Regions from separate parts of the Mus musculus genome. Here all the other regions are linked to region 3. A link is a contact called in public ChIA-PET and Hi-C data. All regions are on one chromosome and are shown on one strand. The core of a region is the stretch at or near the end of the contact, and the rest is flanking DNA. Distances in the headings are between cores, read along the strand shown.

The links. A called contact is a pair of places that touch in the nucleus more often than the background predicts. ChIA-PET counts read pairs in DNA pulled down with a chosen protein or histone mark.
Region 1: a contact with region 3 is called in an RNA polymerase II ChIA-PET map of effector CD8 T cells, with 7 read pairs. The contact joins the enhancer-like site here to the promoter of Mtap in region 3. A contact is called at or near these places in 1 of 15 datasets of contacts at CTCF or cohesin (CD8 T cells), 14 of 484 Hi-C or Micro-C datasets (3T3-L1-derived adipocytes, the C2C12 cell line, CD8 T cells and 10 more) and 3 of 115 datasets of contacts at active chromatin or transcription factors (CD8 T cells, effector CD8 T cells and memory CD8 T cells).
Region 2: a Hi-C map of bone marrow-derived macrophages shows a contact between it and region 3, with 3 times the contacts expected there. The contact joins the enhancer-like site here to the promoter of Mtap in region 3. A contact is called at or near these places in 1 of 39 promoter capture datasets (the C10 cell line), 5 of 15 datasets of contacts at CTCF or cohesin (CD8 T cells, embryonic stem cells, large pre-B cells and 2 more), 37 of 484 Hi-C or Micro-C datasets (the Ba/F3 cell line, the C10 cell line, the G1E-ER4 cell line and 24 more), 24 of 115 datasets of contacts at active chromatin or transcription factors (CD8 T cells, Th17 cells, astrocytes and 14 more) and 3 of 9 other capture datasets (adipose tissue, bone marrow-derived macrophages and liver).

What each region holds. Positions count from the first base shown.
Region 1 is chr4:88,999,522-89,003,308 of GRCm38.p6, forward strand. The region is part of intron 1 of Gm34568 (predicted gene, 34568); the gene reads left to right. Among named protein-coding and RNA genes, the nearest start is that of Gm34568, 45 kb to the left of the region's middle. Within about 2 kb of position 2,155, at least 33 of the 459 cell types and tissues checked have an H3K27ac peak or open chromatin away from gene starts, as enhancers often do. A contact at or near this core is called in the C2C12 cell line, CD8 T cells, effector CD8 T cells and 2 more, where this site is marked.
Region 2 is chr4:89,361,174-89,365,138 of GRCm38.p6, forward strand. All of the region lies in intron 2 of Gm12610 (predicted gene 12610), which reads left to right. Among named protein-coding and RNA genes, the nearest start is that of Cdkn2b, 52 kb to the left of the region's middle. Within about 2 kb of position 2,343, at least 20 of the 459 cell types and tissues checked have an H3K27ac peak or open chromatin away from gene starts, as enhancers often do. A contact at or near this core is called in the G1E-ER4 cell line, bone marrow-derived macrophages and pancreatic cancer cells, where this site is marked.
Region 3 is chr4:89,135,394-89,139,072 of GRCm38.p6, forward strand. Mtap (methylthioadenosine phosphorylase) reads left to right here and starts at 1,977. Exons shown (of 8, transcript NM_024433.2): 1 at 1,977-2,131. The coding sequence starts at 2,099.

The DNA of each region.
Region 1 (3,787 bases), core at 905-3,404, 140 kb before region 3:
ACATTGGTGGATAATAAGAAAAAAAATGTGATGCAATGGACAGTGGAAGAAAAGGGGGAAAGCTCCTACCTCCAGTGGCTTATCCTAAACTCCACTAAGTAGACTATTCTCAGTGGACTTTGGAATGGGGCTGCATGGACAAACAGCATTCTGGTCTCATAGAAACAGAACTGCCCAGTTTTCCATAGCAGCAGCATCTATTAGCAGGGATCAAGCTTAATACAGGAAATTATCCCAAACTCATAATGCCATTTTTATCAAATGCAATACTTCCACCATATTTGCATATCGCCTTACAGACAAGTTGTCTGCATGGAGTGATCACAACTTAAAGTCAATATGGCTCATTTATGGCTGGATCAGAGAACAACTTGGTGACTAAAATGTGCAAACAGAAATGTAGACAGGGATGTCTAAGCTACTGCTCCAATATCGGAGCATGCTCATTTCACTTAGAGAAAGGTTGAAGTCTTTCCTTAGACAGAAGAAACCCACTGGGCCCTAATCAATGGGAAGTATTTAAAAATCAATGGATCTGTGCACGCATGAGTGTGTGTGCATCTGGGCACACACACCCCATACCATTGATTCAGTACATTATTACAAGATTTCATTTTATAGCCATATTTGTAATTATCTATTTTCAACAAGCTGCTTGAAGGAAAGTCTCATTTGCCCTATGCATGTTTCACTACAATGTGTTATATACGTAAATAAGCAATAAATGTTTTTCATAACTAAACTGAATCAAATGACTTTCCAGTCGTTTTCAACTGACATGGTTCTCAAGCATTGTAGTCTCTAATTCCTTGCTGGGCATGAGACACTCAGTGATTTAGTCACCACATGACAATGCATGAATCGATGCCGATGAGGGCTAAATGTCACTTTTGCAATACTTACAAGGCTGCTGGTGTACAACAAGACTTTTGTCTCAAGTCAGATCTAACGAGGCAAGTTGTTTGTACATGCTAATGGAATAGATGCCCTCATTTGTTCTTGCAGCAATTGCAGCATGATTACTACTTATAAAGACCCCCCGGGGGATGTGCATTTTTTTTTGCAAGCTATAAGCTCTTCCTCACTTAAGCTTTTCTTTACTTTAAAGAATGAACATTTTTAAAGGCAACTATATTTGTTTTAAAGGACTAACAGCAATTGCAACCAAGCAATAATTTTGAACTTTTGATTATTGTCAGCAATTTGCTTTAGAGTGACTAAAGCCTAAAAATTGGTTCAAATATCTACTTCATAGACATTAAAAAAAAGTTGGCTGACTCAAATACGTTCTGAACTCTCTATTGAAGAGGCAACCTCTCAGCTAGGGGCCTACAAAATTCTCACTTAGCTTGCTCTCTGGAGCTGTGGAACACCACCACACTTCCTCAGTTCCCTGGTAGCAGATTAGTACCTCCTGCCCTGTCTATAGAAACCCAGCAGGACGTTTCTATAGATACCACCTTGCCTTCCTTTTATTGGGTTTTCAGTGGTTCTATCTTTAACCATACCTACACTTTCAAAGAGCTAGGCAGGCTGCTTGGCTTCAGTGCAAATGCAAACGCTGAGATGGCTCAGCCTACTTTTATTCTAAAAAGGAACGCACAAATAGGAAGAGTGATGCTGCAAAGAGAGAACACTACAGAATTGCTGTAGTAGAGATCAAGTACCACGCCAGATGCACAAGTAGAAGATGAGTTTAATTGGTTATCTACTACAAGAGTTCTAACCTAAATGATCAGAACCAAGAATTTCACTGAGTTTCTAGAAGTATCTTGGGTAGATGATCTTATTTCAACTCATTAAAACAGCCCCATTTACCTAATTCAACTGAATTGTTGGACCATCACCTTTTTCAGGAGAACATGAAAGTCAAGAATTAGTTGCTCTCTGCTTCCAAATGCTGTTTACTTCAGAAAGCTCCAGCCAACTACATTTCCTGTCTTGGTCTCTTTTTTCACACGTTTCTCTTTCCGGCTTTATTTTTTTCACTTGACCTTTCCTCTCAATATCTTTTCAATTTTCAAAGAGGCATGTGTTGGGGCACAGTTGGATTTGGGCAATAGGCTTAGGGCAGGAAGGTGTGGTTAGGGTGGAGGGGGTAAGAAGCCATTCTGGCTGCTTTATTTTCTCATCTCAAGTCCTGGTAAAAGGCAGGCTTTGTATGTGTGGGTGTTTTTCTATGATGTGCAAGTACGCACAACTCTATTTTCTCAAGTGAGTAACTATGAGTGTACATATCTTGGAATAATCCACAAATTTATGTAAGCTACAAAGGAAACTGCACACTCACAGGAAATTTTACTTGATTCACAGCTTTACAGACAATGCAACCAGTTAGTGTCTACCGAACTAGTTACATAGAGAAGAGCATGCTTTCTTTTTATTTTATTCTTAATGGAAATAAGTAACTCATTTGCTTGGAAAGAAATCACTTTGTTGAATAAATGCCTTCATAAGCCCAGGACAAATTTAATTCAGTATTGTTTGGGTTATAGCAACAGAATGCAACATTGTTAATTTTCCAACAAAAAGGGGGTAACTTAGTGATTCACAATAAATTTCCAAGACAATATGTGCAGAAATCCTTGTGGAAAAATGCTTTTAAGTATTGCTTATGATTTGAGTGAGAGGGCAGGGATAGAGATTTAGAATTTCTCAAAGAATGTTGGAGCAGAGTGAGCCCTTAGGAACCCTGGGTACAGTCCCTCATTTTATAAATAGATACTATCTACCTCTTAAATGAGGAAGAGGAGGAGCCTAATGTTTCTGCACTTTCCGTTAAATCTATATAGCCCATTAAAAAGTAAAACATGTACTCATCTGCATTATATTTAAATCATGAATATATTATATAGAAATCTAAACCAGGCATACATATCTGTCTTTTGAAGCACCTATCATTTCTTGTACACACACACACACACACACACGGGGGGGAGGGGGATGCGTATTCAATCTTGGGAGCCATTCACATTACTGTTTTTTGTTTTAAATTTTTTCTTAGTTTTTTTTTTAAGAGTTCCATGCCATATGTTTTAATCATATTCACTGCCCCCCCCCCCAAACTCTTCTCCAATTCATCAGTCTCTTCCCAACTCAACAAACTTTGTAATTTTTTTCAATCTTTCATGGACAATTTCTGTTTTTGAGACAGGGTCTCTGAGGTCTAGAGCTTACCAAGTGGGCTGACCAAGGGGGCCGGCAAGTCCCAGGGCTGGGCTTATCTTTGCTTTCCCGGTACTGGGATCATGAATACGTGGCAGGACACCAGCTGTTTTCCATGAGTTCTGGGAATCAAATTCAGGCCCTTGTTCCTATAAGGCAAACACTTTACAAACAGAACCTAGGCCCACTTATTACTTCCTGGTGGGGAAATGTTCAAACTCTTTTCTGTGAGACAAAGAGTAAGAGAATATGTTATTACCTATTGTCACTGTCCTGTGCAACACACCACTAGAACTTTTTTTCTACCTAACTGTAAGTTAATACCTGATAATTAGCCTCTTTCCGTTCTTTCTCCCTCCCTACACTTACCAGCCTCTGGTAATTATCATTTCACTCTTCATTTCTAAGAGATGGATTTTTTTTTCTCCTCTGCTGTTAGTGAGGTCACGCAGGTGCGGGACTTTCTGTGCCTGCTCATTTCACTTAACATAATGACCTCTGGTTTCATCAGTGCTGCTACAAACCACAGGGTTTCATTCTTTCATGAAAATATGAATCATATTCATGAACGTGTGGCGTGTACCAGGTTTTCCTCATTGGCGCATCAACCAATGGGCGCTTA
Region 2 (3,965 bases), core at 1,093-3,592, 230 kb after region 3:
CTGAATATCAGCATTGCTTCAGAAACGGACGGGTCACTAGAGGTAGGGTAGTGAACAGTACATTTTCTGCCTTGGTGGTCTCGTATACCAAATATTTATAATATTCACAAAAATGTTATAATTCACAGATGTCAGCAATTCATATCATTAGTTCCTGTCTCTAAAAAGCAGAAAGTACATAACTGCTCTTGGAAAGGGCTGGCAGAGAATGGCTGTAGACATCCCAGCATATCACATTGATGAATTTATGAAATCTGGTCCATGCCTCAGCAGGCATTCGTCTGCCCACTGTGCCCAGGCGCTACGTTGCCCTCCGGCCACCAATGCAGGGCTCCGGGAGTACGAGTCCAGCAGGTCTCAGTCTATACTGTCTTCAGGCAAGTACTCAGACCCAGTAGCGATGTCCAACACTGACAGTGATGTTAACCTTGGCCCTGTTCTGTTAGAGAAAGTTTATGATGACTTTGAATCCTTTTCCCCAAAGCTCTGATGTTTCTGCAAGAGTGACCTGAATTCTTTTTCTTTTACATAACTGTGCAAGAACCATTACGTTTAAACTCTACTATTCAGTTCTGTTCATAAAATACATGATTTGGTAACACATGGCCACAGTTACGGAATGCGCACATGCTTTGACAGTCGATGGGTTTTGTGATCCTCCTAGTAATATGCTGTCATTTTGAAGTGATTGATCACAATACTTTTATATAGGAGTTGTAATTCTTTTTTTCCCCTTAAGGTCATTTTCTTCGTTATAGTTGTAAGGGACTATAGAGTTCATATTTTGTATTTGAAAATTTAAATTACTTATAGAAATAACATTCATATCAATCACTTAAGAATTTTTTTTAACATTACTATACCTTTTATATTGTATGGAGTGATTGTGAACATTTTCTTTTTGCAATTAAGAGTCTTGTTTTCATGAATTTTCAGCCACAGAACAAGCTGTCTCTTAGATTTTCTCCCCCTTTCAAAGTAAGATAACATCAACATTAGTAAATTGTGTATAAATTTACTTTAAGGCTTTTCCACATTTGCTGTCTTTATATGTGTTTCTCTATCAAGAACTGTCTGAATAAAGGGGCTGTTCTGATTGTAGAATTATGTCTACTGTGTGTGTGTGTAGTATTTGATTGTCTATAAATGTATGTAGTATTCAAAGTTGGGCACCTAATATACTGACTCAGATGAAAACTGGATTTGCCTTCAAAGCATACAGTCCAGCAAGTGAGAGATTTGAGTTTTACAATGTGACCCTACTTCTTTCTCCTTGGCTTGTGAAAGCTGTTTTTTATGTTTTCTTTCATTGTTTCCCAAACGTCCGTTACCCATGTGTCATACTCATGGCTTTCGGACTATTTGCATGCCGCCTACGCTGTTAAGCGTTTGGAAATGTGCTATTATTTTAAACTTAGTTGAGTTTGTTTGATAGCAGAAACAAGGCCGTTGAATTCCTAGGTTGATGCCCTGGCTATAACATTTTCAAATAAAGAGACTTTAATGTCAATATTTGACTACTAAGTCATCCGTGTCCAGGTCTTGGCATCAGTGTTTTACACACCATAGGGAGACTCTACCTGTGAATTCTCCCTGGGAGTGAGGCTAGGGAGGGCAGTACACAACTCACTTTATCTCCTTTTTACAGCTCCTCTCACAGAGACACGAGGCAGAGGGCAGGGAAGTGAGGACTGGGTAACTGTAAGCAACACGTGATGGGATGTTTTCAGATTAATTCTCTTTTCTTTAGTCAGCTGATATTTCCTACCTGATTAGCATATTAATAAAAATAGTTCTTGAGGGTGAAAGAGTAAGGATGAGACATGTAATGAGACATGTTTGCTGTTTATGAAACAAAGTAACAATCTAAGAGTGGAGATATTGGTGTCAGTTACACTGAAGGCAGAAAACATATTTTACTTTCCCCTTTCCAACTGTTTTTTTTTTTTTTTTTTTGGTCTCCCTCCAGCTAATCAGCAGGAATATCTTTTTCATTATGAGCCCTAAGGCACTGCTCGGAAGCCTTTGCATTCAGAGGCAGTAACCCCAATTTGTTATTGTTATTTCTCTGCTTACTGTGGCCCAGGATCACTATGGAGTGCAGACTGATTTTGAGTGTGAGGCAGTTTTCTTGCCTCAGCTTCCTAAGGATCACAAGTGTGACTCACCACCACAAGTGTGACTCACCACACCTGGCGTCTACCTACCTATACTTTAATAAACATTGTCATGAAACATAGAATTATTAACATTAAACTTCCTCATGTTATAAGAGAAAAATCTGAACCTCAAGAATTGGTGCCAACTTCCCCCTGGTTCTATAATTAGCTGTAAGAGTTGCACTGCAAATTGCTTCTTATAAATAAAACACATCTTTTAAAAAAGGGAAGATGAAACAATCTAGAGTTGTACATACTAAGTTAATTTAACATTGAAATTGCATAAATGATAAAATGCCTAGCAAAAGAGAAAAATATGCTGCTATTTCCCAAGTTTATTAAACAATTGTTCTGGTTATTTTTCAGAGTGGTCTAATGAAAGCAGAGCTTTCTTTGATTCTGTCAGTATCCCTGAGTATGGATGCCTTTAAGGTTTCCTGTGTAAATTGATAAATATATACAATATGTATATACGCGTGTATATGTGTGTGTGTGTGTGTGTGTGTATGTGTGTATGTGTGTGTTTGTATGTGTGTGTATTTTAAAAAAATTATTATCACAAGAGCCCTGGGGCCTAGGGTAAAATCAAATGCTACTGTTCTAAAAAAAGTAACAACAATATGACTCCTAATGACATCCTGCTATGCTCATAGATCAGTGACTTGTTCAGTCATCGTCACAAAAGCTTCTCCCTGCAGCAGGCAGGAACAAATCCACAGGCTGTTCATATGGAGAGAGCGAGAGACCTTGAAACACTCATCCTCAAATGGGACGTCTGTATCCAATCCTTCTGCTTAGAGTTCAGGGAGCCCTGCAGATGAGGAGGCAGAGAGACTGGAAGAGTCGGAGGGGATGGAGGACACCAAGGAGAGCATGGCCTTCAAAATGAGCTGAACAAAGCTCACATGAACTCAGAGCCTGAGGCAGCATGCACAGGGCCTGCAAGGATCTGCATCAGAGATGGAAGGAAAAGTGGACACATGCCGCCATCCTTAACCTAGAAGCAATATAACTGCTTGTAAACGTGAATTAGTTTTCTCCCAGGGAGTCTCACTGGGAAGCAAACCACTCTTAAGGGGAGGCTGCACGCCCAGCAGAAGATGCCAGAACAAAATGAAATGACCTCAATGGTGTCCTTGGAGGTTCCTAGTCTCACAATGTCATTTTAGAGATTTTACTTTAAAAAAAAAAAACCTCTTAATTTTTAATTTTAACTTCATGCACACACACACACACACACACACACACACACACACACACACACACGCCTTTATACCCTGTGGGTCTTTTGCGTGTGTATTATGGCTTTCAGGTTAGTGTCTGTGCGTGATTCCCCAGTGTGAGAATGAATGGATTTCTTCATCTATCTCCATTTCTTGTACCTTTTCTTGGGCTCTTTTTCTTTCATTTGTTTGTTCTGTCCTACCTCAGTGTATTAATTTTTTGTTTTATCTTATTACGTCTTATTTGATTTTGTTAGTGTCCCTTAGTAGCCTGTATGTTTTGTAATGAGAGACAGCAAGGCTGGATCTGGATGGGAAGAGAGGGGAGGTGGGTGTGGAGGAGAGGGAGGGAATCTAGTCAGGAAGCATTATGGGAGAAAAAAACTTCAATAAAATAAAGCTGCTCTATACACAGGACATCAAGTATTAATGCTGCTTGTTGTGTAGGTCACCGTAACACTGCATTTTCAGGCTTCAGGTCACCAGTGAAGGTCAGTGTACCCAGAGCAGCTTCCATTTCGTCCTCATTTACAAAATAGCTTAGTGAGGAAATAGCAAGCTTCTCTCTGCCGCCCCTTCCTGT
Region 3 (3,679 bases), core at 727-3,226:
AGGTGTACGGGTATTGCTTTACTACTGACATAAACACCAGCTCTCACACCAAAGACAGTCTGAGAACTTGTTTTGGACCCAAGCATGAGTGGCCAGGGCAGGGAACACAGATTTAGTTCAACCCAAATTATGTTCCAGGACAGTAACAGTTTCACCAAGTTGTCATAGGAACGGAACAACGACAACAACAAAAGTCACACAGGAAAACACTTTGAATGTATTCCTGAAAACATCACACAGGTGACTTATAGGGAAGGATAGAGTGTAGGCTGCAGATGCTACCGATGAGGCTCGCCTTTGGGATTGGTGGGAGCTAGCTTTGTACACTCCAAAAGATTTACCCAATAGGCACAAGGACAATAAGGCACACAGAAAGGCAGATAGTAAGTACCACTTAGTGGGGCAAGACAGGGCAAGGTAGGCTCTGGGCCAGAAACTTTCCAACTCTCCACAAGCCTGATTAGTTCATCGGCCTCGTCGAATGCGAGTCGAGGGTACCTTTTCTCTGGGAACTTTCAGTTAACACTGCTGAGAAGAAGAAAACAGAATCTCCTTCCTTGGCTCCTTCCCAACCACAGAGAAATTTGTAGCTTTTTCTATATCTCGGGGGACCACCCTTAAGATAGCTGTCACCCAGGGCTGGCGAGATGGCTCAGCTGTTAAGAGTACTGTCTGCTCTTCCAAAGGTCCTGAGTTCAAATCCCAGCAACCACATGGTGGCTTACAACCATCCGTAATGAGATCTGATGCCCTCTTCTAGTGCATCTGACGACAGCTACAGTGTACTTAGATATAGTAATAAATAAACCTTAAAAAATGATAGCTGTCACCCAGGGTTGGAGAGATGGCTCAGGGGTTAAGAGCACTTGTAGAGGTAAATTCGGTTTCCAGAATCTATATCAGGCAGTTCACAGTTGCCTGTTACTCCAGCTTCAGGCTGGGTTCTGGACAAACACACACACACACACACACACACACAAACACAAACACACCTGCAGGTATTTGTGTGTGCATACATATAAATAATGAAATAAACTAAGAAAAAAAAAAAGATAGCTGCTGCCCAGCATTTTGTTTGGCGCAGCTTGTACCATCAAAGGCTATAATGAATTGTCCTAGTAGAGAAGGGATAGGGCCTCTCAGAGAGAGTATCCAGGGGAAAGGTCGCTGGGGTCAGAGTGGGTCTTGCTGGTATTGCATCACAGAGACACAGGTCCTGACCTGAATCCTGCTGTACCGTATGCTGCCCTGGCATAGAAAGTTTTGTTTTAATTTTTGCTTATTTTATTGGAGTGAGGATTGAAGCTAGTGTCTCCTTGGATGCTAGATAAACACTTTAGTGCTGAGCTAAATACCAAGCCCTCTGTTTATTTTTGAGATAGACTCTTAATATTGCTCAAGATGGTCTTGAACTCACTCTGTAACCAAGTAAGACTTTGAACTTGCCATACTGCTTGCTGACCAGACTTCATGAGTGAGTGGGATTACAAATCTGCATCACTAGCCATTGTATAAAGGAATTTTAAAAATGCCCCTTGCTGGTAGCATCAGGCTGGGTGTTGGGGAGGGTCCTGCCTCCTTAAAAGCTCCCCGCCAAACAGAAGCTAAATAAACCAGTTTGTAAATCAGAGCTGTGGGGGGCGGGAATCTCAAGCTAGCACTCTTCAGTTTCCCTCCGCCCTCCCCAAAGCCCAGGAATGCGGCAGGCCCTGATTTTACAGCCCTGGCCACCGGGGCAGCCAAGTCGCCGCAGAACTGGCAGTAATGCGCTACCTCACCATGTTCTTGTGAAACAGTTAAAAGACAAAGTGACAAGCACATCCTAAGTGGCTTTTCTATCTTGATCATAGACTCGCCATCAGGCTGCACAGTAACAACAGAAGCCCCGAGAAGCCGAAAACTCTGCAAGAGGGACGGGAGGCGGGAACCTGATTTGAGGAGGAGGGTGGAGGAGAACAGCCAATCCCGCGCTCCCCGGGAGGAAGAGGAGGAGCCAGAGCCCGTGGGTCCCCGCACTGCTCACTCCCGCGCCACGCCGGCCCCGCAGTCTCCTCCCGGTCCCACGCTGCGGCCCGCTGTGGACTTCCCTGGTGCAGACATGGCCTCGGGCTCCGCCTGCACGGCGGTGAAGGTGAGATCACCCTACAAGCTGTGAATGGGCCAGCCCTGCAGGGTTCCTTCTCGAGCCTCCAGGCTGTGTCCCCAGCCGGAGCGCCCCCCACCCACCGCTCAGCAGGGAGGGGACAGGGCGCGCGGCACCCAGCGCCACCCCGATGTCCCCAGCCTTTGAACTCATCTGCATTCCGGGCCCGAGCGGTGGTAACCGGGGCTCTGATGGGGAGTGGGGTAATAGAAGGGGGAGCGGGATGATGGAGGGGACTGCGCCCCGCTGCCACCCTCTTTTAGTACCACTCCCCCCCAGGCGGGAGCTGGCGCGTGGCTCAGCTCCTGCGGCTGCTGCGTCGGTCCCTCTAGTCTTACGGGACTTAAGCTTCCGCTACTTTGACTAGGCCCACGTGGGAGAGCTGGCACTTGCTCTTTTGCATGCTTCGGCTTCATTTCCCCCTCCAAACTTAGATTTCCTTTTGCTTTGTTTTACCTCGGCAGCGCAGAGCTGAGGGAGCTCTGAGACTTTTTAAATACTGAAACAGAGCGCGGACCGCTCTCAGACTGGAGGCCTCTGTCTTATAAACCGCTTTCCAACCTTGAAAGTTAGAGTTATTTTCTTAGGCCTTAGGTCCCCAGAGATCTGGACACAAGGGACTCTTGTGCGCCGGGAACAGCTGGCCAGATGAGAGCATGAGTTCTGAGAGTTGGAGTGAGCCTCCCTTGGGGAGTTTTAAACACATCCTGATTGATGGGTAGAGAGTGGAATAACGGAGCCCAGGAAACACTGGTGTTTAAGTCCTTTCTAGGCTGTTTATTATTAGCCAAGAACGCAGTTAATTTGATTCAGTTTAGGAATTTCTGACCCATGCTACAGGAAGTGCACAGTTTTCTTCAGGCATCCTTTTGATTGCCTGCAGTGCCGTTTGATGCCCTTGCAAGAGGCCCATCTCTGCATTTAGCCTTCAGCGTGCCAGGGCATTGTATACTGGGGCCCTGCAGGGCTTCATGAACCACTCAGGGTGAGGTTGCTGCATTCGGTCATAGGGGCCAACTTTTTCTTTTCTCCATTTTGAAAAGGATTATTTACATTTATAGAAAGCCATGGTTCCAGTCAGCAGGAACGGGGCAGAAAGGGTCTTCATGTGCAAGGTACAGTAGGTACTTATTTATAAAGTGGAGATTTTAACATATTGTGGGCTGGAAATTTCACTGAGGTAGAGGCCTGTGATTTGAAGATAGATCTATTTGTCATCTCTGTCCCACAATGTGAGTAAAACCAAATAGCTAGAACTTCACACTTAATCAGTCCAGTCAGGATAATACTATCTGTGCAAGGACCAGCATATCTCAACAGAAAGAATTTGCTTTAATCTGGTTAGCCTTCTGCCCAACACACAGTTTCCCTGCAAAATGAATGTGGTCCACTTAAGAGCAGAAAGAGCTATGTAAATATTGAATGATATGTATTTTTTTTATCTTGGCAAGCTTTTGAAATAAAACTTAGAGATATAAATGGTGCTCGGAATACCTGCTGAGTTCTCTTCTTGAGATTGCAACAGGTGAGAACATT